3 separate regions of the Mus musculus genome follow, and regions 1 and 2 are each linked to region 3. Evidence: chromatin contacts called from public Hi-C data. All regions are on one chromosome and are shown on one strand. Each heading gives the region's core, a stretch centred on a gene start, on an enhancer-like site or on the middle of the called end of the contact. The rest is flanking DNA. Distances are from core to core; before and after follow the strand shown.

Evidence for each region. Hi-C and Micro-C count contacts between places; a contact is called where the count stands out from the background.
Region 1: a contact with region 3 is called in a Hi-C map of embryonic fibroblasts, with 1.7 times the contacts expected there. The contact joins two enhancer-like sites. A contact is called at or near these places in 2 of 484 Hi-C or Micro-C datasets (the G1E-ER4 cell line and embryonic fibroblasts) and 1 of 9 other capture datasets (pancreatic islet).
Region 2: a Hi-C map of the C2C12 cell line shows a contact between it and region 3, with 2.5 times the contacts expected there. The contact joins two enhancer-like sites. A contact is called at or near these places in 6 of 39 promoter capture datasets (the 3T3-L1 cell line, 3T3-L1-derived adipocytes, cranial neural crest and 3 more), 1 of 15 datasets of contacts at CTCF or cohesin (the NIH/3T3 cell line), 4 of 484 Hi-C or Micro-C datasets (the C2C12 cell line, cortical neurons, nephron progenitors and 1 more), 3 of 115 datasets of contacts at active chromatin or transcription factors (CD8 T cells, the NIH/3T3 cell line and double positive thymocytes) and 2 of 9 other capture datasets (adipose tissue and liver).

What each region holds. Positions count from the first base shown.
Region 1 is chr5:149,611,570-149,614,269 of GRCm38.p6, reverse strand. Wdr95 (WD40 repeat domain 95) reads right to left here. Exons shown (of 23, transcript NM_029440.3): 23 at 2,376-2,700. The coding sequence ends at 2,537. Among named protein-coding and RNA genes, the nearest start is that of Hsph1, 23 kb to the left of the region's middle. Within about 2 kb of position 1,354, at least 72 of the 459 cell types and tissues checked have an H3K27ac peak or open chromatin away from gene starts, as enhancers often do. A contact at or near this core is called in embryonic fibroblasts, where this site is marked.
Region 2 is chr5:149,204,114-149,206,813 of GRCm38.p6, reverse strand. It overlaps Uspl1 (ubiquitin specific peptidase like 1), which reads right to left. Exons shown (of 9, transcript NM_001115149.1): 7 at 2,420-2,545. Among named protein-coding and RNA genes, the nearest start is that of Uspl1, 21 kb to the right of the region's middle. Within about 2 kb of position 1,408, at least 34 of the 459 cell types and tissues checked have an H3K27ac peak or open chromatin away from gene starts, as enhancers often do. A contact at or near this core is called in the C2C12 cell line and stem cell-derived motor neurons, where this site is marked.
Region 3 is chr5:149,374,647-149,377,346 of GRCm38.p6, reverse strand. It overlaps a transcript of Medag not described here. Among named protein-coding and RNA genes, the nearest start is that of Gm38753, 8.4 kb to the right of the region's middle. Within about 2 kb of position 1,311, at least 94 of the 459 cell types and tissues checked have an H3K27ac peak or open chromatin away from gene starts, as enhancers often do. A contact at or near this core is called in the C2C12 cell line, embryonic fibroblasts and stem cell-derived motor neurons, where this site is marked.

The sequences.
Region 1 (2,700 bases), core at 105-2,604, 240 kb before region 3:
TTATTGGATGGTCCATATGTAAGATCACATGATTTATGTAAGATCACATGATTTCTGGGCTTACCAGTCACAAGAATAAAACGTGTGGTACCTTCTCTTAGATGCACAGTGATCTGTGTGTAGACAGCAAAACTTGTCTGCTTTGCACTCCTGAGCTGATACACTCTGAACAGCAGCGACTGTGTGCTGGTCAAGCTTCCCACAATTCCTAGCTGCCTGGGATTTCTCTGTATCAGTTTAAGCCCTGGTCCTCAGGGAGGAGGTGCTGCTTACTCTGTCCTGGAAAACCCAGCTACCACACTTGCTCCCAAAGGGTGGACTGTAGGAGGAACGGTGCCCATGTAATTCAAGGTGGCAGGGCTCTGGGTGTGCTGCTCAGAAGGCCAAGCTGCAGCAGACCAAGCTGGCAGCAGGTGTGAATGCTCAGGTGTGTTCCACACGAACCCAAGTGGAACTTGGGTTACACCTGCCTCCGCTCAGCATCCAGCTTCCTTCTCCCAAGCAGAGGAACGTGCCACGACCTTCTTCATTTTGGTAGACGGTGTTTGTTGAATGACTAGTAGAGAAGCCCCACGCAGACACCTTCAGGAGGCTAGTACTGAGGGTAGTAGAAGAAAGCAAAGGATTGACCAGGAAACTAGAAGGGAGACAGAGCCTATCGGGAATCATAGGACAGGAGGATGCAAGCAAGGCCCTGATTTAACCAAGGCTCCTCATTCTCTACTTTCAGAGTCCTCTTCGGCCAGCCCAGGGTTTTCCAGACCAACTGTAGGACAATGGGACCTAGCCTCTTCTCTTAAAAGAAACCAGGGCAGCAGGGGAGGTGGGGTAGAGCTTTGCGGTAGGAGAGGCCAGGGTGCTCCCAAAATCTATTCTTTGACCTGGTAGCCTTGCCTGTGAACACTTGCTCTCCTACTTCAAATGTACATTCATACTCTCTCTCTCTCTCTCTCTCTCTCTCTCTCTCTCTCTCTCTCTCTGTGTGTGTGTGTGTGTGTCTGTCTGTCTGTCTGTCTGTCTCTCTCTTTCGCTCTCTCACACTCTCTCTGTGCTTGGATACATAGTTCCACACAGAGACGACCCAGAAGTGATGGGGATTATGGTAGGGCAGCTTTTACCTGCCCATCACCCCCCCACACACACACAGGATCTCCTTCCCCAGGGACATCCACCACACACACAAACCTCCTTGCTCCCTCTTGGTTATCACACTACATCACAGAGACGTGCATCTCTATGCCACCAGGCTGCGTGCTCTTTGAAAACACGAGCAGAGTCCTAGTTCCGTTTGAGTCCCTGGAGTTTACCAGGAGCCTGACATACGCATGAAATATGAACAGCATAAGGGAGCAAAACAGTGATTCACCACTGCCGGAGCTCCGTATGCCCCGGGGAGATCTGCGTTCCTCTGGAAAACATGGTGCCTGCCTGCGTTAGTTTTCTGGGCCTGCAGCTGGTGCACAGAGGCTGCCTTCAAACACACATTTATTCTCTCACAGCTCTGGAGAGCAGAAGTGTGGAAGCAAGATGAGGGCAGAACTGTGCTCCTGTGGTGTCTAGGGGCATCCTGCTGCCTCTTCCACCCTCTGGGAGCTACCTGGCTTACTTCCTCCTCCCCCTTCTTCCCCCCACTCTCCCTCCTTTTCTTTCTCTCTCTTCTCCCCTTATCCCCATATGTCTCTTATAAGGACACCAGAAAAATGCACAGTAATCTATCTCAAGATCAGGAACATACTTTCACTGGCAGCCCAGGAAGCGGGCAGGGGGAGGGGTTGAGGACAACATAGTCACCATCAGGGTTTAGGGGACAATGTAGTCACCATTCCCTTTGATCTTTGACCTGCCCATCACTCCCCCTCAGGATCTCCTTCCCCAGGGACATCCACCACACACACAAACCTCCTTGCTCCCTCTTGGTTATCACACTACATCACAGAGTCGTGCATGTCTATGCCACCAGGCTGCGTGCTCTGAACTGATCACATAGGTACTGACCTAGTAGCCACACTTAGCCTCTCCTGAGTCCAGGGGTTGAGAAAAGGCCACTCCCCTCTTGATCTCTAGCTCCTACAACAGGTGGATGACCATCTGGAAGCCCCAGTTTCCTTGTTGGTAAGATGGCTGCAGACAGTGTCTATTCCCAAGGGATTGTTAGGAATTGATGAGAAACTCCATCTGTCTGAAAGCAGGCCTCCCTGTTTCCAGCAGCCTCCCTGATTTTCCCCGTCCTCAGCCTACCCCAGACAGATGCCCTAAGTGGTGGGTGGCCCGTTGGAGGAGCTGTTTGGGGGCCACTCGCCGCGGCCACCTGCTCTGGGTTCTCTCCATCCAGTGAGACATTGACATTCCAGAAAGAACAGCGAGAATCTGATTTGTTCTCTGAAATTTCAACTCTAATTGCTTCAGGATGAGCCCACATGGGCTGAGATCATTTCTCATCTTGCTCTTTTCTACGCCTCAGGGGTCAAAGCCTTAAGCTCAGCCAAACCTTTCCATGACACAGGAAAGAACTGGCCAAGCAAGGAGGTCAAGGTCCTTAGCACTCGGGCAAGAAACCGCTCCAGGGTGAGAGTTTCTTCCTTTCTGGTAGCGCTGCTTCTGTCTCCTGGCTGCAGAAACCAACCGGGAACAAGTCAGAGCCAGGAACAGACAGATCTGGCTTCTCCCCGAGAGCAGACACAAAGGCAAGCTCGTGGCACC
Region 2 (2,700 bases), core at 159-2,658, 170 kb after region 3:
CCAAGGGACTCTAAGTTCCAAGACTAGCCTAGACTATATAATGAGACTATCTTGCAACACAACAAGAACAATCAGGAAGCTGCTAAAACTGAAGTTAAATATAATAACCTTTTCAAATGCCAGCCCGGACCATGTATGACCTCCTGAGACTATGGCAAGCACTGTAGGCTCTTTTCAATAACTCAAAGCTGACTCTAGACCGTCAAGTGTCCACATCAACACCCTCAGAGTAGAATTCCTCAACAATTCCTTAAAGAGAAGTGGTAGAGTTGGATGCAATAGGCATGACTTACCACTAGATTTTCCCTGTGGGCATGCATTACACATGCGGGTAATCTGAGACAAGGCCCCCGGGGGAACTCGTAACATTGTGAGATCTTAGAATGATATATGGTTAAATTACTCACAGCCTCATGATGAATTTATTTGTTTAGCGTCTCATGATAGATCTATCATTCATCTATCTATCTATGCTGGCTGCTTGAGAACTCACTATGTAGACCAAACCAGTCTTAATTCACAAGTTCTGCTCTCCTCTGCTTGCTACGTACTAGGATAGAGGCATGTTCCACCACATCCAACTGATAAATTCTCTTACATTATCCCTAAAATCTATACTAAATACCAACAAGTCAAGTTGTATTAATTTCAGAGTGAAAACTGTAAGAGTCTTATACAAATACCTTGCCATTTAAATTTTAAGTATAATTTTACATAAATTCAATTTACTTTTGATGAAAATAGGAAATGTCCAAATTATAAAATTGGCTCATTAAAATAACAAATCCACTGAAATGTAAAAGACCTTTTAAATTTAAAAAACAGTTGTATCTAATGGAAACACATTCTGATCAGAACATGAACCTTTTATGTAAGCAAAAGCAACAACTTTTATAACTTTTATAAAAAAAAATTTATGTTACAATGCTGTCAATTAGCAGATCAAACAACATAATAAAATCTAGCGGATTGTCAACCCCTGCACCTTGACAGAAAGCTGTTTATAAGCACCAGGATGCTCAGGCTTCTGCACAGGTGTGTGCAGGACAACAGCCAGCCTTGCAGCTGCCTTTGCCTGTCTCGGTATTAAGGAAGAGAAGCCCTGACACGAAGATCTCAAACCCTGGGCCCAGGCAGCCAAGCTGACTAGATTTGTGGGTAAGGCAGCGCCTCACTCACACTCTGAGAGCCAGGAAGCAGGGACAAAGCAAGCTAATAGCTGACAGGGAGGAGGACAGCAAACCCAACAGCAGCAGAGTACAAAGACAGACGGGAGAGAAGCTTTACCCAGCACAGCAGAACGGAGGAATGGTGAGCTGAGCACCACACAGCAGGCAGGCATACTGTGTGGACAGCTCATCTGTCCACAGCCTCCAAGATTCAGTATTTACATGCAACAGATGCTGCGGAACGTAGGGGGGAGGCCAGGGCCAGGCGATGAGATCGTGTCTGGAGAATATGCCTAGGTAGCAGGCCCAGAGAAGAGCTATGGAAAGGAAACTGGAGGGAAGGACGGAGGTCAGCAGCAAAGTTACTAGTTCAAAGAGGCCAGTGTGGGGCGGACCCACAGACCTAAAGCATTTGCATGTTGGGAGTATTAAGCTTTTAAACCGTTCAGCAAACAGAGCAAATGGAAAGCAAAACCTTCTATTACTACGTACACTATCTGACCAGAGGGAAACGACAAGGGCAGATCTACTCTGAGTTCTATTTACATTCAGAGTGCAAGGACATGCAAGCACCTGAGCAGATAGGGCCAGGTACACACACTTAGCAGCACCAGTCCTACAGCAGACAGACAGACAGCTGACCCAGCAGACAGACAGACAGCTGACCCAGCGCTTGCCAAGGAGTCAGCGGAATGGCAACTCTGAGCCTACCCTAGGCCAGCAGCAGGAAGTTTAGAATGAAGCCAGCAGCAGGGAGCTTGTAAGACGATGAAGTATCAGCAAGCTGATTGACATCCGGAAGAAAACAGACATTAAGACACACAGGTGGGGCTGGAGAGATGGCTGAGCAGTAAGGAGCACTTAGTGTTCTTGCTGAGGACCTGGGTTCGGTTCCCAGCACCCACACAGCAGCTCACACCTGTCTGTAACTCCAGTTCCAGGCTTCTAACACCCTCACACAGACATACATGCAGGTAAAACACAAATGCACATAAAAGTACACCCAATGGGAGAGGGAACAGGATGAGAGAAACACTACAAGAGACAAACTAAGCACCCTCCTGAAGCCTACTGTGTCCTGCTTGCCCACCCTCAGTTTTTACAGTGGTAAGCAACTGGTGGCCCTAAGTAAGTGTCCACTCCAACTTCTGAAGGGTAAGTGGTGCTCACTACTTCCCTTCCCACGACACGAGGAACTGTACATGCATCTTCACTGTCTCCTAAAAATGTTTAAGTAAATGGAAACTCACCTTTCCAACACCATTTTTCTTATTTGTGATTTACTGTTGCAGCTGTTACATGGACCAAAATGGGCAGCATTGAGTGGATGCCACTCAGGAACAATATTGGTAAAGGTGACCAGACTCTTCACACACCTAAAAAACAGGCACAGTTTGAATCCCTCAGCTAGCTTCGCTGGAGTTAGTTAACACGTGCAACTGCATGCTCTTGCTTGCCTCCCAGCCCCGCCCATATCAGCACAGCCATGCCCTCCCCTGCCACGGAAGAGACACTGGAGCCTCCACACCAA
Region 3 (2,700 bases), core at 62-2,561:
CGTAGCTGGCTTGATGATTCACAGCGTATAAAGTGACACTGGGCAGTGTGCTTTGGTTCAAATTCCATCAAGATGGAATTTAAATTCCCTCCACTGTGTGTTCGCTGGGGAAATGCTTTGATGAGCAGGACCATTGAGCCTTAAAAGAAGGAGCAAGAGCAACCTGGGCTTCTTCAAATGGTGGCAGAGGCTGAGCCACATCTTCTTTTAGCCCTGGGATGTAAAAATGATACTCGAAGTGTTTAAAACAGCCATCATAGATGAGTTTCCCCAAGGAACGCCGATGAATGACAAAGGACAAAACCCATCCTGTAAGGTCGAAGGACCTGGGGATTCCCCTACTTGTTCAGATTCCTGCTTGTCAATGAACAGTATCTGATTTCCTTGGAACCTTCTAACAGGAAATTCCCTTTAAAAATGTAACTCTTGAAGGAATGGCCTGCTCAATTATTAACCCATTATAATGATTGTCTTCACTTCGGTGTTTCAAATAGTACAGATTTGCTTCCATGCCAGTACCCACACCCCATCCCCTCCAACCCCCCACACACTCACTGTCTGTCCTGAAGCACTAGAAGCCTCCACGTCTTTAGGAGTTACTCTCCCTCTTGGGTCCCGAGAGTCCCCACATGCTAGAAGATTCTTCCATGCTTCTCCCAGGATTCCTGAGCTACAACCCTGAAAACAGACAAGATGGAAGTGGATGCTTGTTTGTTCATTCGTTTGTTTCTTTGTTCATTTTTAAGTCCCCCCTTAAATCAACAAGAAGTCACACAGATGATTTAAGGATAGCCAACTGCTTTCTCCTGCATTTCTCAGATAACAAATTCATACAATGTTTCAACTGAAGATAGACTTTGAGCTCTGACTCGGCCCACAAAGTGAGGAAACCGAGGCACAGGGACTTCCCGAGCTCAACTGAGCCCCGGGATCCTTAAGGATCCAGTCACAAGCCAGACTGAGCTGTCCAAATGAAGGCCGGTTCCAATCTCATCTTACCCACATCTCTAGCTTGGGGGTGGGGGGCGAGGGGGGGTGGGGTGGGGAGTTGGAGGGGGGTGGAGGGGAGGTGGGGACTGCTCAATCCGACCCGTTCATTACTTTTAATTCCTCTCTCAGGCTCCAGTTCCCCCGCCCCTTTTCCCTGTCCCCTGCCCTATTTAGGCGTTTCCAAACTGGCTATGGTCTTTGTGCTCCTGATTTTTTAACTCCTTGCCTTTGAGCTGGGGCAGCTAGATTGAACTAGAGTCCCGGTGCCCTTGATGTGTGCTGTCTTACCTCATCACGCCACTAGGTGGCAGTGTTTCAGAGCAGTCCTGAGCCCTGCAACGTGGCTCTGGGCTGGGCCCGGGTTCTTTCCAGCACAAACAACAGTGAGCTAGCAGGCAGAGCACATATTCGCTGTCGTGCTTGGGAAAAGATGAGCATTCAATATTATGGTAACGAGGAACAGAGGTCTGCAACCTGTCCGCGTGCTTTCAGAGCCTGCTTTATCCACAAGGCTGACATCTGCCGTCACCTTCACAAAGGAATCTCAAGTGGGGAAAGCTGTTTGGGAGGTGCCCTTGAAACGAATTACTGTCACCTTCTGCCCTCTTCGGTTTTTTTTTTTTTCAGCCCACCATTGGGCCCCGATTTCATCCACAAAAAAGCATCAAGCAAAGAAGAAGAAAGGCAATCCCTGGGGCATTATGTGTGTGCTGGACAGGATAGTAATGGTGCAATCCTTCTAATGGCTTTGGTCACTGCAGGATGCTAGCTATTAGAAGGAGCCGTTTTAAGGGAGGAGGAGGGAATGGGGGGACGGTAGGGATATCTGCTGATTACAGTGCGGTCAGGAACAGAAAGTCCATTTAAAGGAACACAGGCATAAAGCTGGACAAAGGGGCGTTGTTTGTGGGCTTAAGGTATATTTAGGGCTTACAGTGTAGCATCTGAATTATTCGTATAGCTCAAACTCTAAGTGCAATGTCTATGATGGGAGACCATTCCAAGAGCTACTTGGCTCCACCCCTTTGTTAGGAAGTCCCTCAGGGAACTATCAGGAATGTGCCCTGAAATCCTTTACCCATTTACATCAGGGTCAATGGAAGACAAGCCAGATGTTTTCCTTTCAAACAGGTGAGAGCCGGATCAAAACTGTGAGGGGCGTGTTTGATTGCCTCGGCTTCTGCTCCAGTCTCCCCATCCCAGCCTCCATGTAAGAGACAGTCCTCAAATCCCACTGGTGGGCCAATCCCTCTTGCTTTACCCTCATTCCTTACTCTGTACTTTGCAACCCCTTACTGGCCTGACACTAAAATGAAGAAACTCCAGTCTTTCCCCAAGTATGACCCATTAGGAAATGAATGAAGTTCTCTCCACTTAAGAAAGCTGGGGCTGGCCTTCCGGGGACTCAGAATGGAGATAAAATGGGGCTTCCCCTCCAGCCAGGCTCTGGCTCAACAGGTAGCAACTGTTGCTCTATGTGTGGATTTTATACCCCGGCTTAAGGAGAAGAAAGATGTCAGTTGCTTAGATACCAGTGCATCCTATCATCAAGCAAAACGTCTGTCTCCTGAACTGAGAGTGCATATAACCCTGAGGAGAGAGAATTCCCGAACACAAAGCGGGGAACACTGGATGCTCTGTGGTGGGATCGAAACCCACACATGGGTGATGCTGATGTGCAGAGAGAGGCACGTGAGGTTACAGAAGCCA